Linked DNA regions of Mus musculus: all the other regions are linked to region 7. Evidence: chromatin contacts called from public capture Hi-C and promoter capture Hi-C data. All regions are on one chromosome and are shown on one strand. The core of a region is the stretch at or near the end of the contact, and the rest is flanking DNA. Distances in the headings are between cores, read along the strand shown.

What was found. Promoter capture Hi-C pulls out the DNA fragments that hold promoters and counts their contacts. Capture Hi-C pulls out chosen DNA fragments and counts their contacts.
Region 1: a promoter capture Hi-C map of hippocampal neurons shows a contact between it and region 7, with 4 times the contacts expected there. The contact joins the promoter of P4htm here to the promoter of Ptpn23 in region 7. A contact is called at or near these places in 4 of 39 promoter capture datasets (the 3T3-L1 cell line, hippocampal neurons, liver and 1 more).
Region 2: a promoter capture Hi-C map of neutrophils shows a contact between it and region 7, with 3 times the contacts expected there. The contact joins the promoter of Lamb2 here to the promoter of Ptpn23 in region 7. A contact is called at or near these places in 4 of 39 promoter capture datasets (hippocampal neurons, liver and neutrophils) and 1 of 9 other capture datasets (liver).
Region 3: a promoter capture Hi-C map of liver shows a contact between it and region 7, with 7 times the contacts expected there. The contact joins the promoter of Qrich1 here to the promoter of Ptpn23 in region 7. A contact is called at or near these places in 7 of 39 promoter capture datasets (the 3T3-L1 cell line, the C10 cell line, hippocampal neurons and 3 more).
Region 4: a contact with region 7 is called in a capture Hi-C map of embryonic stem cells, with 9 times the contacts expected there. The contact joins the promoter of Celsr3 here to the promoter of Ptpn23 in region 7. A contact is called at or near these places in 5 of 39 promoter capture datasets (the 3T3-L1 cell line, hematopoietic stem and progenitor cells, hippocampal neurons and 2 more), 1 of 115 datasets of contacts at active chromatin or transcription factors (embryonic forebrain) and 2 of 9 other capture datasets (embryonic stem cells and liver).
Region 5: a contact with region 7 is called in a capture Hi-C map of macrophages, with 5 times the contacts expected there. The contact joins the promoter of Tmem89 here to the promoter of Ptpn23 in region 7. A contact is called at or near these places in 1 of 39 promoter capture datasets (hippocampal neurons) and 1 of 9 other capture datasets (macrophages).
Region 6: a contact with region 7 is called in a promoter capture Hi-C map of liver, with 2.1 times the contacts expected there. The contact joins the promoter of Slc26a6 here to the promoter of Ptpn23 in region 7. A contact is called at or near these places in 5 of 39 promoter capture datasets (the 3T3-L1 cell line, hippocampal neurons, liver and 1 more).

The regions. Positions count from the first base shown.
Region 1 is chr9:108,596,164-108,598,863 of GRCm38.p6, forward strand. P4htm (prolyl 4-hydroxylase, transmembrane (endoplasmic reticulum)) reads right to left here and starts at 1,449. Exons shown (of 9, transcript NM_028944.4): 1 at 1,045-1,449; 2 at 736-817. The coding sequence starts at 1,401.
Region 2 is chr9:108,478,558-108,481,257 of GRCm38.p6, forward strand. It overlaps Lamb2 (laminin, beta 2), which reads left to right and starts at 1,305. Exons shown (of 33, transcript NM_008483.3): 1 at 1,305-1,417; 2 at 1,501-1,586; 3 at 1,721-1,893; 4 at 1,981-2,116; 5 at 2,199-2,272; 6 at 2,677-2,700. The coding sequence starts at 1,502.
Region 3 is chr9:108,515,672-108,518,371 of GRCm38.p6, forward strand. Qrich1 (glutamine-rich 1) reads left to right here and starts at 1,416. Exons shown (of 10, transcript NM_175143.5): 1 at 1,416-1,569. Qars (glutaminyl-tRNA synthetase) reads left to right here. Exons shown (of 24, transcript NM_133794.2): 24 at 125-270. The coding sequence ends at 175.
Region 4 is chr9:108,824,668-108,827,367 of GRCm38.p6, forward strand. Celsr3 (cadherin, EGF LAG seven-pass G-type receptor 3) reads left to right here and starts at 1,378. Exons shown (of 36, transcript NM_001359572.1): 1 at 1,378-2,700. The coding sequence starts at 1,653. Gm35025 (a long non-coding RNA gene) reads right to left here and starts at 1,453. Exons shown (of 2, transcript XR_871161.3): 1 at 1-1,453.
Region 5 is chr9:108,913,369-108,916,068 of GRCm38.p6, forward strand. Tmem89 (transmembrane protein 89) reads left to right here and starts at 1,251. Exons shown (of 2, transcript NM_027066.1): 1 at 1,251-1,589; 2 at 1,997-2,195. The coding sequence starts at 1,266. The coding sequence ends at 2,182.
Region 6 is chr9:108,852,781-108,855,480 of GRCm38.p6, forward strand. It overlaps Slc26a6 (solute carrier family 26, member 6), which reads left to right and starts at 1,263. Exons shown (of 20, transcript NM_134420.4): 1 at 1,263-2,054. It overlaps Celsr3 (cadherin, EGF LAG seven-pass G-type receptor 3), which reads left to right. Exons shown (of 36, transcript NM_001359572.1): 36 at 1-189.
Region 7 is chr9:110,406,945-110,409,644 of GRCm38.p6, forward strand. Ptpn23 (protein tyrosine phosphatase, non-receptor type 23) reads right to left here and starts at 1,266. Exons shown (of 25, transcript NM_001081043.1): 1 at 1,090-1,266. The coding sequence starts at 1,173.

The DNA.
Region 1 (2,700 bases), core at 199-2,698, 1.8 Mb before region 7:
GCTAGGGTTGCAGAAATTTAACCCAGGCAAGGTCTGTGGACATAGTGCCCTCCCCATGTTGACATTGATAGTCTTTGGAGGACTTGGGGGGGTCTCCACAACACCATGGTTAGGTGTTTGAAGCCTATCATCTACTAAGAACTCAGAAAACAGGAGCTGTGTGTGATGTGGCTAAAATGGGTCACCCTAATAGGCTCTGCCCATGAAGGGTGAAAGACAGGAGTCCTAAGAATCTTGAATACTGGAAGCAAGAAGTTGGGCCTTTGAATGGTGCCCCTCTGGGGGGGGGGGGGCCGCTGGCTTTGAGGGTTGTCAGTTCATTCCAATATGGACGGCCTGATTCTCATCAGACCACAGGATTAGCTTTGGGAATGTGATCTCCCCAGAGGCCCCCGGGTCAGCTGGCACCTGGTTATCAGTCTCTCACCCTGCCCTGATCTGGAAGGTGATAGATTCGTAGCACAGACTGCCCAAAGATAACTTCAATAAACAGTTGGAACATTTGTCTCAGGGTCGTGCTGCCCAGCCTATGATGGAAGGGTCCGCTGAGGGAAGTGTGGAAAACGAACCTCTCTGTCCGGTTACGGAAAAGGAAGCTCTATTTTAGTAAACTGGATTCAGAGAGCGCATCTACGAAGCAGCCATGTTCAAAATAGTAAACACACGGTCAAAAGAAGCCTTGGGGTGGACACTGCAGCCTCCCCGGCCCTTCCCAGAAGTGTCCTGCAGACTTACCAAAAAGCAGCGGCTTGAGGCTGAGGGTTCGGATGAAGTGATCCCTGCCCGCGACCACCTGGACTTTCCGCTCATATCCCACCTAAAGGAAAAATACACAGCAGGCAGCTGGTGTGCCAGGCCGCACTGCTCAAGAAAAAGTCCCGTGTCAGGGAGCGACAGTAGCAAAGTAAGTAGGCGCGCGCGTGACCCGCACACAGTGATGCGTGGGGCACCGTGGTGGCCCAGAGCTGAGCCACGGTTCCTTCTGGCTCGGCTTGGCAGTGCTTGAAGCTCCGCTCGGGGCGGGAGAGGAGGGGATGTTCTTACCTTGATGCCCTCCAGCCGGGTGAGGGGACCCAAGGTTGGCACTGGCTGGGGGCTCTGCTCGCGGCGCTGGGGTCCGGGGTCTGTGCTCTCGTCTCCGTTGCTGTAGTGCACGAAGAGCAGCAGGGCCAGCACGTTGCCCAAGTACAGGTGCACGAACACCATCAGCACCAAGAAGTAGGCACGGGAACAGATGCCCCGCGGCTTGCACAGTGGCCGCACCGGGGCGTCTTCACTATCGCCTGGTCTGGTCGCTGCCCCGGAAGGGCGATGCTCCGGTGGTAGCGGCCACTGAAGATTTGAGGCCTCCTCGACTGTCTCAGCCTCAGGCCGCTGCACGGTCGCCACCGCTGCCGCCATGGCGCCCAGGTCGCGCGCGCGCCCAGGGGAGGGGCCGCGGGGGTGCTCGCGTTGCGCAGTCGCTGGGACCCGGACGGCAGAGTCAGCGCGCCCGGCGGTCACTAGGAGACGGTGCTCCGGGATGCTGTGCCTACACGGAGCCGCACCCATCGGTCCATACTGAGATCCTGGGACCTCGCTCACACCCGGCTGGTCGTTTATGGAGCTGTATATACTCCAGTGCAGAAGGCCATCCACAAACATGGAGGCACATCAGCGGAGCACCGTTAGGACAGACACCATTGCAACTAGTAGTTTCTTGGTTCCCGGGAGAAGACGCCCCCCCCCCCCCCCCCCGGCCCCAGAAAGTGTAGTGGGCATTTTCTCACTCTTGGGAGAAGGGAGTCAGAGAGTGATAGAAATGGGACATACGACATAGTGGGATGCTGAGGCCAATGACTGCACACTGGATGATGAGATTATAGAGCAGTTCCCACGAGTTCGATTTATTTAACTAAAACATTTTATGTCTATGGGGTGGTTTGTTTATGGGTATGTGCACTCCATGCATGTCTGTATATGAGGACAGAAGGGGCGTTGGAGCTGGAGAGACTTACAGACGTTTTTAAGTCTCTATGTTGGTGCTGGGACTAGAACCGGTGTGTTCTCCAAGATGGATCTTAGCTAAAGAGCCTCTCTCCAGCTTCCGTTTTTGCTTTTATTAAAATTTTTTTCTTGTTGTTTTTTGTTTGTTTGTTTGTTTTGTTTTGTTTTGTTTTTTCGAGACAAGGTTTCCCTATGTAGCCCTGGCTGTCCTGGAACTCACTTTGTAGACCAGGCTGGCCTCAAACTCAGAAATCCCCCTGCCTCTTGCCTCCCGAGTGCTGGGATTAAAGGCATGCACCACTACACCCGGCTTATTATTAAATTGTTTTTAAACAATACACACAAACAAAAAACCAAACCAAACCAAAAAAAAAACCAAAAACAAAAAAACAAAAAAAACACCCCAAAACAAAAACCAACCCAGACAGGGTCTCATATAGTTCAGGCTTGCTCATCAAACTTGAAAGGAGCAGAGGATAAATTTATTCTCCTGCCTCCACCTCTCAGATGCTGAAGTTAGGGCTGGAGAGATGGCTCAGTGGTTAAGAGTACTGATTGCTCTTCCGAAGGTCCTGAGTTCAAATCCCAGCAACCACATGGTGGCTCACAACCATCAGTAATGAGATCTGATACCCTCTTCTGGAGTGTCTGAATATATATATTTTAAAATGCTGGAGTTACTAGGTATGCACCAAGATATTCAAGATATTCTTG
Region 2 (2,700 bases), core at 55-2,554, 1.9 Mb before region 7:
ATAAATAAATAAATATGACTCTATGATGTCCCTCATTGGCCGTCTAACCTTGAGACTAGAACTATCATGTAACTCCCTCTAATGCCCTTAGCCCCATCCTGCCCCTTTATCGAGTGATCTAAAATTCTGACCTATCACCTCTAGCATACCAGAGCTTCCCTAGATTGCTCACAGGACTCCTCTAGGTGACAGGAGAGTCTACTCTAGTGACAGGGAAAATCAGCGGATTGACTGCCCCGCCCCCATCCTCCTTTGTGAGGCGGAAAGTTTCCTCTGAACTTTCAGCTTTCCCACAGGCGCCTGCAGCTTCCAGTAATCTTTGCTTGATCTCCAGCAGTCTGTTCATAGCGGTGGCACTCAAAGCAAGCCGTACGGACCTGAACCCACCCTCTTCCCGCCTGAAGTCCCAGGGGTCTGGGTGGGGCGCGCGCCTAGTGGGTGCGCGCATTCCAACCCTCCGCTCCCGGGCTGCCAGGCGACTGGAAAGTCCGGCGTGGATAAATAGTCACAAGATTCGGATTCACTTGTTGCTGGTGGTCCAGAGTCTGTCACCCAGAACCCATCCTCTGGGTAACTGAGTAGCCACAGCCCATTTTAATCAGGAAACAGGCAACCTTTCTCGCAACCCATTTGCTGGAGTGCTTATGGACGGTCGAGTTCCTCGGAGTTCTGTTTCAGGCAGTAGTGCGTGGCCTTTCCAGTATCTCCGAGAGCTCAGTCCTAGTCTATCCTTTGGGGCGTCCTAAACCTTTCCACAGGTACAATAGAATTCTAGCTTGCACCTTTCCCATCCATCTCCCGACTGATGCTGTAACCCTGGGAGCCCCGCGGCTGATTTGTGGTTTCCATAGTGACACCAGGACAAAGGCCATAAGCTCCTTCCATCTGCCTTCCTGATACACAAAGATCACAAACCTCTCGATTTACCTCTGCCACCCGCCAACTCCACGAGCCCTCTTCCTGTCCCCTGAATGCCATGCTTGCCAGCAACCCCTGGTTCACATCGGGACTTAAGGGATCCGATGAAGATATGTGGACCAGGATGCTCTGTCTTTGAGCAGCCTACTCTAATTTCTTTTTGGATGCTCCCTTTTAGTTCCTCGAACTAAGCTGCTTCTTTGCTAAGTACACATCTGCTAAATAAACTTCAGCTTAAAAAGAAAGTGGATGAAGTAACCAAAGTCTGGTTCTTAGGATGAGGGTTGTCTGCAGCGGGCAGGGGTATGGTAGGGGGTGGGGTGCTATCCTCAGTTATAATCCTATTTTAGATCCACTCCGTGTTTTACTTCCTTCCCTTGCTTTCCAACTTTACTCAAAGTCGTCAGAGTCTCTCAGATTGTGGAGGAGTGACTGCTAGGTCCGACCCTGGACAGATTGAGGGCCTGGAGGGACACCAGCCCAGTACCCACACGGTCGGGTCAGCATCAGCCCCAAGGGAGGTGGTGGGCTTTCGTCTGTGGACTCTTTATCTCTCTTTATCTCTATTTTACTTTTCTTCAGGATGGAGTGGGCCTCAGGAGAACCAGGGAGGGGCAGGCAGGGACAGCCTTTGCCATGGGAACTTCGCTTGGGCCTACTTCTAAGTGGTGAGGGGGCCTGGTGAGGCCTAAGGTTGTGGGATGTGATGGTAGGTCCAGGGGTGGCAGGCTGTTCCCAGGGGCCCAAGGGATGGGGCTAGTCACCAGGAGTCCTGCTGAGCTGATTGACCCACTGTCCTCAGTGCTGGCTGCCACATTGGCCCAGGCCCCGTCCTTGGATGTACCTGGCTGTTCTCGAGGAAGCTGCTATCCAGCCACCGGTGACCTGTTGGTGGGCCGTGCGGACAGACTGACGGCCTCATCCACGTGTGGCTTGCATAGCCCTCAACCCTACTGTATTGTCAGTCACCTGCAGGTGCTTCTGGGGCCCCAGAGGAGAGGGCTGGGTCAGGGTGGGGTCGGCCCCAGCTAAGGTACCTATCCTACACTCCACCCAATCCAGGACGAAAAGAAGTGTTTCCTGTGTGACTCCCGACGTCCCTTCTCTGCTCGAGACAACCCAAATAGTCATCGGATCCAGAATGTAGTCACCAGCTTTGCGCCACAACGCCGGACAGCCTGGTGGCAATCGGAGAACGGTGAGCCCCTGAGTAGGTCATCAGGATGACTAGGGCTTGTAACCAGTAACCGCAGAACCTTGACCCCCTATTCCTGCTGCAGGGGTTCCAATGGTCACCATCCAACTGGACCTGGAAGCTGAGTTTCATTTCACCCACCTCATTATGACGTTCAAGGTGCCTGCGCGTCAGCGAACCCGCCTGATTTTGCTTTGCTTCTCAGTACCCCCTAACAGAGTCCTAGCTCTACAACGAAGCTTCCCTGAGCTCCTGTGTTGTGCTCTATGTGTGAAGCATGGTCACGTCCTGCATGGCTTCCATAGTTGAACACCTCTGCACATGCTCTCTTGTGCCCCATTCCTAGGCTAAGTCAGATACAGTCTCTCTGGGTCTCGTGGTATTTTAACCTGCCTGTCAGAGGTGGCTGTCCTCCCTGGTCTGATCATGGTCTGGCTTTCCTAGTCTTTCCCATGTGTCTGAGATGCTCAGCAGTGATCATGACTAAGCAGAGCTCTCCGTAACCTAGGCTGGACTGAAGTCCTGGTTCCTGCTAGTCAGACATGTCCTCCTTCCCCATCCAGACGTTCCGGCCTGCTGCTATGCTG
Region 3 (2,700 bases), core at 166-2,665, 1.9 Mb before region 7:
AAATTACAGAGTTATTGACAACCTTGGTACCTCACCTCCATGATACCTCACCTCCTAGGTGATGAAGGGGAAGTAAGAAGCCCGGTTCGGGGTTGTTGGTCATTTTTCTTCTACTGCCTTTCAGATTGTCTTCAACCGAACTGTCACACTAAAAGAAGACCCAGGCAAAATATGAACTGAATACATGTGGCCCTACCTCATCCTGGAGGCTGGGGGTGCCCTTCAGCACTCCACACTCCGTTTCAATAAAGAATAACTAAATCCCTCTGGCGTCTCTCTGTTGTCTGCCTTTCTAATATCTGAGGACCCTGGAGAAATAGTTTGTTAGCTGGCAGTGGTGGGTCTCATATGTCTTCTGGAAGAATGCACTTCCCCAGAAAAGAGCCAGCCACAAAGTCACTACTGCACTTGGTTCTCAAAGGCAGGTGCATGGCTGGAATTAGCTCAGCACTTACTATGATAAACCTGAGAACCCCAGAGATGCTGTTGCACAGTCACCAGTCCTATGGAGGGATCTAGGTTTGTGTCTTTGTGGCTAGAGATCAAGAGACACATGACCCCCCGTGTGATCATTTAGAAAAAAGCCCTGTCAACTATTTAAGCATAGTGAGATAAATCATGAATGCTGTTGTGGCCTTTCCAGTTTGGGGACCCCAGCAAACTCCCTGGATGTCTATACGGTGCTGAGATGAGATTCCTGGCTATGCTGGCCCTTGGATTGGACCCCGTCTCAGAAATTGACTTCTGAAGAATTTGAAGATTAGAGTTTGCTAGGACAGGAACAAGTGCAGAAGGCACTAAGGTTTGCCCCAGACTGAGGGCCCCCTGGGTTGCTGGGAGCTTCTGGTGAGGCTGTAGGTGAGTGCCTGCAGCTTTAAAGCCTTCCACATTTTCCCTGTATACAAACACTAGGCTACCCAAGGCCTGCTTTAAGGTGGACCTGACTGTGGCAAAGCGATCTCAGATGAGAGGTGGTGCTGGGGGTTCCTGAAGCTGTTTTCTCCCGTGCACTAACGCCCCGAGCGCTTCCCAGGCGCGGCACAATGGTTAAAGCTGCGCCCAGTTCAGGGGTTTGAAAGGGGGCCACCTTAACCACGAGGCCGAGCTAGGCCCGGCCCCGCCTCGCGTGGAACTGTGCAACTAGAGGAGGCGCTAGCGGGACACCGTAGGTGGCTTCAAAAAGCATGCTTTCAGACCCAGGGCAGGGGCAAAATACCCCTGGATGCTGAACCCCGGGCCTAAGCCCCGCCCCGCATGGAGGGGTGCCCATGGGCGTGGCGCTCCTTCCCACAACGAGGGGTACGCTCTCCACTCCAACCGGTTCCCTCTGTGGCTGCAGCGTTCCCTTTAAGCCTGGCAGGCAGCTCTCGCGGGATCCGACGCTCCGGTTCTCGCGAGAAGGGCCTTCGGCTCCCATTGGCCGTGAGGGCTGAATGTAAGATGGCGCCCAGGGAGCTGTGAGGAGAAAATCCTGTCGGTCTCGGAGCGGCGACGGCAGAACCGAGGCCCCGGGCGGTGAAGCGGGGCCGGCGGGTAGAACGGAGGCAGCGGCGGCGGTGACGTCGCCGGGTGAGGGCTCTGGTGAGGGCGGGGACGCAGCAAGGCTCTGGCTCGAAGGCGGCAGGCCCACCCTACACAACGGCGGGCGGGCGGGGGCGGGCGGGCCGCTGCCGCTGGGCCCAGGCGACCTCAGGGCGGCTTCAGAGCGGAGAACGTCCCTCGGCTCGCGAGCCTCCGCCCCACGGGTGGGGGAGGGGCGGGCCTGAGGGGCGGGTGGGCGCGGCGCACGGGGGCGCGCGGAGGCGCGCGCGCACGAGCGTGGCTTTTTTTTTTCTTTTTTTTTTTTTTCTCATTTTTCTGCGCGCGCGCGTGCGTTATCGTGCGCGCTGTGCGGTCCTCTCGTTGCGCGTAGCCGCCCGACGTGCGCGTCCCCGTTGGCTCTCAGCTGTGGCCCGTGGGCTAGAACGGCTTCCGGGGCGCGCGCCACCCCGCGACCCCCCGGTTTTGCGGCGCGCGCCCTGCTGTTGGTCGCTCACGCTGTCCGGAGTGCGCGCCGGACGCCCCTTCCAAGAGGAGGGCAGACGGGCGGGCGGGCGAGCGGCCTGGCGGACGACCGACCTGCCGACTGGGGAAGGTTGAGGGTTGGGCCCTTGTCCTCGTGACGTCCGGGGCAGCGGTGGCCTAGGTCTGCGGAGAAACATAGCGGCTTTGCGGTCTGGCTTGCGGCTCCGCTCCTCCGGGAGGCGGACAGGAGTGCTCGTACTAACTGAAGAATGCTGTTACTTAAGCGAGGCCCAAGGACTGGGTGGGTGCTTGGGGAGGGTGCTGCTCTGCTTGGGAAACCGAGTCCTGCTGGCCGGAGAGGGCATTGGGTCCCCATGGGTTTCCTCACCTTGTACTGGTGCTTTGTGCTGAGGAGAGAAGGTTACCATTACCAGGCCCCGCTTTTCTTCCATTAGAACCGATTCTTCCATAAGCGCAGTTGATACACGTCACCTCTGTGCGCTCCGGAAAGAGATCCTCCTCTGTATATGGTATCAAACTCTCGGAGCTCTAAAATTCCGCTTTAAATCCTCACTTAAATGCAGCCTCCCCCCCCCCTTTTTTTTTTCCACCTCCGCGTGGGTGGGAGGGGCTTGCCTTTCTGTTCTTGATAAGGGCTGTTTCTTAACCTTGATTAACTTGATCAATGCTTTGCCG
Region 4 (2,700 bases), core at 128-2,627, 1.6 Mb before region 7:
TCTTTAGTGCCGCTGTACATAGTCCACCTACACGCACAAATGGTGTATCTGTCACGGAACTCTGACTTGAGTCTTAAGACTTAACGACCCCAAACACTACAGCTGATACCCATGGGTCAGATCACAGCAGCCTCGTCCAGTGCAACCCGAGTGAGCCAAACCTCCCCGAAGCAAAGAAACCCAGGAGCGAGAGAATGCGTTGATTGGTTGCTGGTGATGTCATAGCTACCATTTGGGGGCGGGCCAGAGGTCTTGGCCAGGAGTTCTTGGACTGTTTGAAGTAGTAACCACTCAGCCGGGGGAACCGCACCCAGGGCAATGTTCTGGGGTCCTAGGCCTGACTCCTGTCTCGGTGTCAGAATGAATGAGTCCCCTGCACCTTGCGTTGCAGCTCATCACCGATGCCAAGTTTGGAGGCTGATCAATATAGCGCGTCTTTTGGATTATTTCTGCTGGCTAGCGTGGAACCCGCGAGGCCCTCCTACCTCCCGCATACAATGGAGTCCTCCGAGAGGGGCGGGGTCTCCCATTGTGCCAATAGAAACAATGACACTCTAATTGGAATGCGCCGCCTTTCTCTAGGATTCTGTGACGTCTGTTGCGCCACATCTAGCTATTGGTTGGTTGAGATGCGCGCGTGCCAGGAGTTGGACGGAAAGCTAGACTGGACCAGGACTAGGGAGAACTGAGCTTCTGTCGGGTTCTTCAAGGGGTTAAAGGATGCAGTTGTCGCAGGCGAGGGGGCGGAGATCTGAGGAAGCTGGGTCCACAGTTGTACAACCCTGGGTTCCACGTGGCATCTCAGAACACTGGAAAGAACCATAGCCTAGAGAGACGTGGTGTCTCTCCCAAGTCTGGGAGACCGCTAGTGACTCTCGTGGCGGAGAAGAGTTGGCTTCTCTTCCTGTCTCAGAAGGGTCGTTTTCAGATCCTGTTCTGTAGGAGCAAACAAGGAGATTTTTGCGACATGTTTCTCATAAGTTAAACTTGTTAATAAACAGTTAACGCTATTGTTTGAACCAGGCCGGTGTCTGGCCATTATTTTCACAGTCCCAGGATTCTATATGGTAACCCTTCCCAGACCGATGACAGCACATTTTCAAACCAAAATGGGTGTTAGGGCTCGGAACTAGCGCTCTAAAGGGAGACGAGATTCTCGGTCTGAAGAAAGACTAGGAAGCCACGCTGGAATAGCGCACTAGGATGAGAGGGAGGGCGGTGGCAGAGTAGCGGAGAAACTCCCAGCTCCGTTCAGCACCGTGGGCAGCACTTCTGTTCTCAATAAAGATGGCGGTAACGGCTTCAGTCGCCAGAACTGCCATGCGCGACGGGCTGTACCACCAGGTTTGGGGCATCGGGGCGGAGGTGGAGCAAACCATCGGAGCGGCCGGGAGCCATGTTGGAGCGTCGGGAGGCGGCAGCGGCGTCGGGGATGCTGTGGTGGGGGCGGCAAAAGCCGGGGCCGTATGCCAAAGGGGCTCTGGCCGCGGAGTAGATGGTGCCCAGAGAGCAGTGGCGGCGCGGAGCGACGGGCAGAGGGGCGGAGGGCCGGGGCGGCGGCAGGGGCCCAGGAGGGGGCCAGAGCAGCGGGGCGGGCCCAAGGCCCGGACCCGGGCGGGGGGCGGCGGAGGCCGTGACGGGAGGCGGGGGTGATGGCGAGGCGGCCTCTATGGTGGGGTCTCCCGGGACCGTCGACCCCGGTACTACTGCTCCTTCTCCTCTCTTTGTTCCCTTTTAGCCGGGAGGAGCTGGGGGGCGGTGGGGACCAGGACTGGGACCCAGGGGTTGCTACTACTACTGGGCCAAGAGCGCAAATCGGCAGTGGAGCCGTAGCTCTTTGTCCCGAATCTCCCGGCGTCTGGGAAGATGGAGATCCTGGCCTGGGGGTCAGGGAGCCTGTCTTCATGAGGCTCCGAGTAGGTAGGCAAAACGCCCGGAATGGTCGAGGGGCCCCTGAGCAACCAAACGCGGAGGTGGTGGTCCAGGCATTGGGTAGTCGCGAGCAAGAGGCAGGTCAGGGTCCAGGGTATCTGTTATGTTGGCACCCAGAGATCTCCTCTTGTGGGCGGACAGGGCCTTTACGAAGAGGTAGCCTGCCACTCGATGCTCTGTCCCCAGGGGATTCTGATCTGAGGAACAGCTCTCCTCACCCTTCAGAACTTCTGGCTCAGCCTGATGGCTCCAGGCCAGTGGCCTTCCAGCGTAATGCTAGGAGAAGCATCCGCAAAAGAGTGGAAACCTCTCGCTGCTGCGGGAAGCTGTGGGAGCCAGGACACAAGGGTCAGGGTGAGAGATCCGCGACTTCCACAGTGGACAGGGGACCCTTTCGGCGGGACTGCCTCCCCGGCTCTTTAGGATCTGGCCTGGGGGAGGATTCAGCACCACGTGCTGTGAGGACAGCTCCTACGCCGGGTTCAGCACCTCGCGAGTCTCGGACAGCTCCCGGGCGCATGCGCTCCCGCGGTCTCTTCCGCCGCCGTTTCCTCTTTGAGCGCCCTGGGCCGCGCCCTCCCGGGTTTCCGACTGGTCCTGAAGCCAAGCAAATACTCTCAACTAACCAGGCTCGTCCTCGTCGTGCTGCAAACCGCCACCCGCAGTTTCCTCAATACAACTACCAGACACTGGTACCTGAAAATGAGGCAGCGGGCACATCAGTACTGCGCGTGGTGGCACAAGACCCGGACCCAGGCGAGGCCGGGC
Region 5 (2,700 bases), core at 1-2,500, 1.5 Mb before region 7:
GTTTCTGAGAGATGTGGCGTGAACCCCTGAGCTCCCAGCTAAAGAACAGAGCCATTCACATGGTCTGCTGCTGGATTTAAAAGTCAGGGTTATGAACTGCTTACTCATAGAGCACTGAGATCGGCAGAGCATGTCAGTCAAGAAGCGGCTGACTTCAGGCATAAAACAGCAACATGAGTTGGTCCCTTGGGCCACTGACCCCGTGATGGGAGGGATAGGGCAGTGGGCTCCTAAGCAGTAAAAGGGAGGGTAGCCTCATGGGTTGCCTGGTGGTTACACATGGGAATGCCCAGAGAATGCAATACCCACATTTCCTGCCCAGAACTCATGAACTTCACTATTCATCAGGTACGCTCCAGGCGCGGTGCTAGGTACCGGGCAAGTTCCCAACTGTAGATAGAGGCTTCCTGACCTCCAAATCACCCAGGCACCCTTGCCTGGGCCTATTTATCGTGGCTTTTGCCCGTGTCTGGCACCAGAGTGTTTACAAGCCATCTGAGCTCCCGCCAAAACGCAGAGGAGGAAGGCAGTGCTTTTTGTTCATCTGTTCTGTCACGCTCCATTCTGGCACTGGGTCTGGGTGCTCGGTAAATATTGTTTGAATGAAGACCTGGAGCCAGAGGCAGACCTCAAACAAGAACTTGTCAGGCTGGCCTCGGATGGGTTCTAGGAGGAAGCCGGTATGTTTTTATAGTTTGAGAATAAAGATGATTATGTAGGTAGCCAGAAATGCTCTAAAGAAAATCGGGTGGGGGTCAATGCTAGAGGAGAAAGGACTCTACCACCAAGGTAGTCATGGAGGGGTGACGGCAGTATGTGAGGCTCTCTCTAACCTTGGAAAGGTGACTTTCTAGGAGGGAAGCCATGCTCTTTCAGCACAAGGAAGGGTGGTGAGGGAGGTCTGAGTGAGGCAAGGACAGCAGCCAGCAGAAAACTTCAAGGAAGCCACACTTGGAAGTGCTTGCAGAGTGGAGCTGAGCTGGGTTTCGGAAGCTTCCCTGTGCTCTGTTTTACCAGCGTGGCAGTTGCTAGCCGAGTGGAGAACATTGGACCCTAAAGGCAGCAGGGTGCTTAGATTAGGGAAGGATGATAGGAGGGTTGGAGTCCATCTCCCCACTTCCCATCATCTGGCCAAGCTGTATTTTGAAAGGCCATGGGCCCAGCTGGAACCTGCTGCTGCCTCAGAGCTGGGCCTGCTCTTGGGGGAGGGGTGTTTGCCCGTTGCCAAGGTACCAGGGTTCCGGCTCCTCGAAGTGTTAACAGTCATGCTGTACACATTGCTCTTAGTGCCATCGCTGTTCCTGTTGGTGATGCCTGTCCCTAGCCAAGGCTGGTCTAGGCCCCTCTGGTACCAAGTAGGGCTGGACTTGCAGCCCTGGGGCTGCCAGCCAAACAGCCCAGATATCTGGGGCTGCCAGCCAAATAGCCTGGATAGCTGCAAGAACAGTCTGGGTTGCCCTGGCTACTGGTTGGGCCTGGGAGGAAATCGCATCTACCCCGTGGCTGGGGTCACAATCACCACCACCATGTTGCTGGTTGTCAGCCGTGTGATAGTGCACCGATGGCGAGCTAAGGTTGCTAAGGGTCAGGTGAGCACAGCTCCACTCTGTCCTCTGCAGTTCCTGCTTCTGCTCATGCCCCCTGGGCCATGCCTCCCACTCAACCTTCTTCCTATCACCCTGGCTTAGGGCCTGTGGGCTTCCTGTCTGATCCTGTCCTCCTCCCTGTGACCTGTTCTTGCATCTCCACAGAACCTATGTCTACAACCAATCCATCCCTATCATTCCTTAGGACTAGTCCTCTGGTCCATCTGTCCCCATTCCCATTCTTCATCCAGCCACCATGGGCCCCAGGGCCACCTAGCCTCTGGAGACCCAGTGACCTATTCCCCTGTCCCCCCATCCTCTTTGACACTTCCCCACATCCCTTCTCTCTAGCTCCACTCTCACGCTGGTCCCTGGCCCTCCTCCACCCTCACACTGGTCCTATATTTCAGCTCCCAGCAGTGACCTCCAGCTCCGGCAAACACTGGAAAGAGCAGCCCACTGTCTCAGACCGCACGCTGGTCCTCAGGGTCCTTCACATGCTGGACGCCATCCTGCTCCACATTGAGGGCCACCTGCAGGGGCTGGCTTCCCAACAACAAATTCAAATAAAAGGGTCCCCCCCTCAGTCTGGGTGACCCAATATATGCTTCTCTTTCTCCGATTGTTGTCAAAGATCAGCTCTGACGTTCAGGGTAAACGGAGACAGGGCATAGGAATGCTCTTCTTTTTTGGTCCCACAAAAGAGATCAGTGAAAAAAAAAATTCTACTCTAGCTTATATATCCCAGCAAAATCTTTTAAGCAGTATAGAAATAATATGATTACATTCTATTTTTCTTTTAGTGAATGATTATAAAACAAAACAAAACAGTAGGTTCCTCAATATCTTTACATGAAAAAACATTTTGCATATTACAGGTTAAAAAAAAAACCAGAAATTATTCCCAAGAACCCACATACATCTGTAACTAAGCAACTTGTTATAGATTAGTGTGGTGTGAGCAAGCAAGGTAAGTTTCTCAGCCAGTTTGTCTAACTGGCAGGCAGCATTTCGTGATTACAAAGAAAGAATCTATTTTATTATTTATCTTAAGTAATCCTATAACTATTTAAAAGAATCACAAATCTAAACTTTTATATAAAAAACTACTTGA
Region 6 (2,700 bases), core at 13-2,512, 1.6 Mb before region 7:
TTACCCAGACTGACCCCTGCCCTTGAAGGGCTGAGAGGCCTGTCGGTTGGGAGAGTGTCCTTGCTATGTCCTAGGTTCTGTAGATGCCCGTCTCTGGGGTCCCCTTCCAACAGTGGCCCTCTTTCCTGTCTGTGTAAATTGTTCCGTGAAGCCGCGCTCTGTTTTGGGAATAAACTTCTATAGAAAACACTTGTTCCTCTTTCTGTCTCAGCTGTTGAGAATACTCACCCAGGATGACCTTTGTAGGACTCTGAGCTCTCCTCCCTCCAAAATAGCCAGTTATTTTTAGCCCATTTCATGGGAGATTTGGACCAGGTTCCCATTTCTTTCTGAAATATGGCCTCTCACCTTGTGACTGGAGCCTGAAGTTGGAGCGCAGGAGCTGCGCCAAGAGAAGCCACTTTCCTGGTCTAGGCAGTCATATGAGGGTTTCCTTAATATCCAGAGGCTGACATTTGTGGCCCTGCCCATTAGTCACCCCAAACCTAGGCGTTCCCACTTCAGTTCCTGCTTACCCACCCACACTCTGGCCCTTACTGGTCTTTTCTCACTTGGATCAGGCCAGAGCTTCCAGACCTGGAAAGGATCCTGAGTGCTCCATTTCCAGTCTAGGCAGCCAGGTGTGAAAGTGAAAGGGGGGGGGGGGGCTTAAGAAGCCACCCATGGTGACAAATACCTTTGATCTCTTCTTTAATCCCAGCACTCACTAGGCAGAGGCAGGTGGATCTCTGTAGACAAGTCTGGTCTACAGAGAGTTCCAGGACAGCCAAGGCTAAACAGAGAAAACTTGTCTGGAAAAAAAGAAATGGAGGTGGGGTGGGGCTGGTCTTGAGGACCACTGTGCCAGGTCTCAGAAGGAAAAATCTGAGGGTGATACTCACAGCTTGGTGGTCCCTGAGAGACCCTACAGGCCTAGATCTCCCACAGTTGAGGCTGGGGCCCCTGGTTGCACACCTAGGCATCCAGATCGGTCAAGAATGTCTCCTCTGCATAAAGTGGGGACCTTCTACAAAGCATACAATTAGGTCCAGCCACTTAAGGGCACAGAGGCATAACATTGGCCAAGCGTAGCGCTGGGCCTTCGTTCCAGTCCTCCAGTCTCAGCAGAATGCTCCAGCTCCCAGCAGGTTAACAAGAATCGCAGGCAGGGACAGAAGCTAGGCCGACGGGAAGGAAAGGGTTAAAATTTTATTCTCCGGGCTCGCCCCGCCCAGAGAGTATGACTTGGATTCCACCCCCAGAATTCTGATTGGTCTGATCTTGCACATCCTAGCGGTGGAGCTTGCGGCCGGCCAAGTTCTGGGCCTGGCGCCACCTTCTAGCCGGTAGTGGCCTCCTGGGGGAGCTGTTTGAAAAGCGGTACACGAGTTACCCTCTGAGGGCCATGGGACTTCCCGATGGGTCCGGTGAGTTGCAGGGCGCTGCCCAAATTCCGCGTGCCCGCGAAGCGCTAGTAGTTCTGTGACTCCCGGCCTGGGTCAATTCAGGAAGGGAACCTCCAAGTCCCCGACAGGCATTTCCCGTCTGCGGAGCCTTAGTTTACCGCCTTGCCGATTTTCCGAAGGAGGTTATCCATCAACAGCGAGGGATGGGGGCGGGCTCTGGCGCGACCCCAGCTCTTGAGGGTTGTACTGAACGTCCCTGGAGTGCTAATAAGGGCGCTGCAGGGAAGTTGCTGCTTACCGAGGAGTCCTGGCACGGGAGGTGTGCCAGCTGGGCGCGTTGGGACTGGGAGAGAAACCGCTGCAAGACAGGCTCTAGCCAGGCGGTGGACCAGCCGCGGCCTGAGTCGGCAGGGTACTGTTCACATTTGTCGCTGCCGGCCCTTGTGCCCTCCCAAAGGGAGGTGCCAAGCATCAAGGCTCCGCCCTCCAAGGCGCGTGCCGCCTGGTAAGGGGAGGGAGCCCTTTAAGAAGACTTGAGAGATCTTGAAGGAGGGGAGAGGGGCCGCTGAGATCTCCTGGAGCCCGCGGTGCAGAGAATCTCTGAAGATCTTCCTTGCGTCTGCACTGCTCCCTCCTCCATTGGATACCCAGGTTAGAGAGTCTTCCCAGGTGAGTTCCTACCCCTCTGGTGGGATTCTCTCCCCTGGTTATAGCCTCTCCTAGATCAGAACTCACAGGTGATATCTTTCCCACAGGCTAGCCCCTCCCCCCTGCCCACTCCAAATTTGTTTCCCCTGAAATATATTTATAGAGAGCTGCATTCCATATGGAGGCACCCCCCCCCCAGATCAGAGTTTCTTCTGAGAGACCCCCTCAGATCCTATTCTCTGGTAAAGTCTCCCACTTCCGAGAGAAGTGCCTCTCCAGAGAAGTGCCTCCCGATGAGAGATTCCCACACCCCCGGTCAGAACTTGCCTGGCTGGTGAAAGCTTTCAGGGCAGAGTTCCCTCCAGGTTGGATTGGCTTCCAAAAGCTCCTGTTCCCAGGTGAAGTCTCTCTACTTCGAGTGGGAGCCTGTCAAAACTCCCTGGAGGTGAGAGCTTCGACCCTGGAGTCTTGCTGGACCCTGTCCTGAAACTGGAGGGCAGTATTGCTTACAGACCTCTGGTTTGCTAGTTCTTATCTGTCAACTCGCTCTCAGCCAACAAGGTTGGGCTCCTGGTGGAAAAGCTGGAAAGGGGACTGGACAGGAATTGATTCAGGGAAGGAAGCCAAGGGCCTGAGAGGTAGGGGCTAGGAAGCGCAGTCAGTTTGG
Region 7 (2,700 bases), core at 16-2,515:
TTACTACGCTGGTCTTACAGGTGGGGAAAGGAGTCTGGGCTGGGGGCATATATCTCTGTGGAAGAGCACCTGCCTAGCTTCTTGTGCCAGGCTCTGTCTGGGTCTGATACTCACAGCTTGGACCACCACCACATCCACACACCCGGCACCTGAATGCACCTCACCCTATCCTCAAGCAAGTAGGGCCTGATCAGAGGAAGTGGTGATATGAAGAGAATCCAGGAGGCAAGTCCATCGGAAACTACTTCCAAACCCATTTTCTTTCTCCTCCTTTCCCTAAATACCACGGAGTGGTAAAGGATTCTAGACTGTCTACTCCAACCGCTGCTGTGCTAAATCCCCAAGACTCCTCCCAGCTCCCCACCTGCCCACTGCTGCTACGGCCCTCTCGGAGGTTACCCAGTTCCACATCACCACACCTGATCTCACCACGGAAACCCCTTGCCTCAGTGAGCTCCAAACGACTGCTCTAGCCAGCACAATGACTCATAGGATGCCAAGAGCCCTAGCGTGATTCAAGCCCTCTAATCATCAACAAGAAACTGTCTTTTTGGTTCAAAGGAACTTTGGAACAGAAATTTTGTCAGGAGACCATAGAGAATTGGAGGGTCAGACATCCAACTGCACACAGACACACACTCAGTCACACACTCTAAGAGCCAGACATTCCTATGGACCACTCGGGCTCCGGTCTTAAACACACATTCTTTCCTAGTCCAGTCTTGAACTGGGAGGCCACCAAGGCCCGGGCCTAGCATGGACTCCGTAGACCCTGGACCGCCATCGCTCCCCGCGGGGGCTCCCTGGACATGGAGGAACAGGGCAGAGCTGGGTCCAGGAGCGTCATCGCAAGGAAGCGCTGAACCTCGGTAGAAACGCGGGTGGTCTGGGACAGAAGTCCGGAAGAGGGTCCCCATAATGATGCACTGCCAGTCGGAGAAAACGATGATGTGCCGGCCGGGGAGGGGTGGGCCATCCTAAGGGAAAACGCCTGGCCCGACCTGTGACGGAACCCGGGGAGGGACAGGCGCGCAGGGGGGGCGTCACGCGCGGGCAGACGACGGAGATGCGCGGCGAAGGTGTGCTCACCTTCTTCACCGCAGACTGGAAGTGAAAGTCACCGGCCTCCTTCAGGTCCAGCCAGATCATGGGCATCCGGGGCACGGCCTCCATCGCGGGTAGCGCCTAGCGGCCCTAGGGCCGCTCCCCTCCCAGGTCCAGCAGCTGCTTCAGCCGCGCGCGCAACCCCGCCCCTCCACGCCGGAAGCTGCTCGTCACGCGGAGTGACGCACTCCCCCCGCAGCCTGTTGGGAGGTGCAGTCCGGCCCCCCCACCCCGGTAGTCTTTTTGCACATGCGCACACCTCTTCGCGCATGCTCGGTCTTCTCGCGCGAAGGGTCTTGGGTGGAGAGACGACCCAATCCACGGTGAAGGGGCTTCTGGGAATAGTGATCTCCTCCACTAAGCTTGAGGCTTTGCTGGGATTTTCTGGTTTGCGTAACGTTCTTCTTCCTCCCGGGGGGGCCCTTCAAAAACTCACCCATGAATTTGTAATTCCCAAATCTTGAGAGCGGTGAAGGATGGGGACTAGTGCTGCATAGAGAACGACTAGTGTGATGTTAGGGAGAGGGGTTGTGAAGACAGCCATGAGCTATGCAAACTGTATGGCGGGATGGAACTCAGGCTAAAAGTGCCAAGGGATTCCTTCTGTCCGCGGTTGAGGGGGCAGGAACACTGCTCCACACCACCACCCTCTGCAGCCTGAGGAGTTCTTGATTTTTAGTAGGATACATTGAACAGCCAAGTTAACACCTAAGAAGACTGCGACTCTGGAAGGAACTATACAGCGACGAGCATTTGTCTCTGGAGACACCTGTGAAACAGGAATTTTAAAGCTGTGTTGTGTGTATTGTTAAATTTTAGACATAAATAATGGAGACACCCCGGAGATTGAGGGAAGAGACTAGGTCATTTCAAGGCTGGACTGGGCAACATAACAATACGTTGTCTCAAACAAATTTTAAAAATAAGGAAACGGAGAAAGTAGTGAGTGACCTTTTGTAGTCTTCTAGGAGACCGGTGATTGTGGCTTTGGGTGAAAAAGGCTTTAAAAAAAAAAGTGGGTAGATAATGCACTTTGAGGAACATCTGAGAACTATTTTGAAAAAAAAGTATCCTAAGTTGGGGTGGGTACATGTTAGGGAATGAGATCAAAGTTGATTTCCAAGTTTCTGCCTGGTTTAGGTGGATAGCTGACAGGCTGTTACCTGACATGAGGAAATTGGGAGGAACATGTAGAAGGGAGCGCAAGACTTCAGGTCTAGTTTGTGTGAAGATGAGGACAGATGCATTTAGAGGCAATGTAGAGCCCGAGAATAAAGACTCTGGATTCACAAGACGGGTTTCCCCGACCCAGGTAGGGCCCACGTCCTCTTTGTAGAAGTAACAGACATTTCCATACTAAAAGTATGTTAGGGTCTAGAGAGGTGGGTTGGTTGTTAAGAACACTGGCTGCTCTTCCAGAGGACCTGGCTTTGATTTTCAGCATCTACATGGCAGTTCCCAGCAGTCTATAACTCCAGTTCCAGACCTTTAGTCTTCTTCTGGGTTCTGTGGGCACTGCACACATGTGGTACACAGACATACATATGTGCCAAGCAAAACTCCTATACACATACAATAATTTTTAAAATGAAGTTT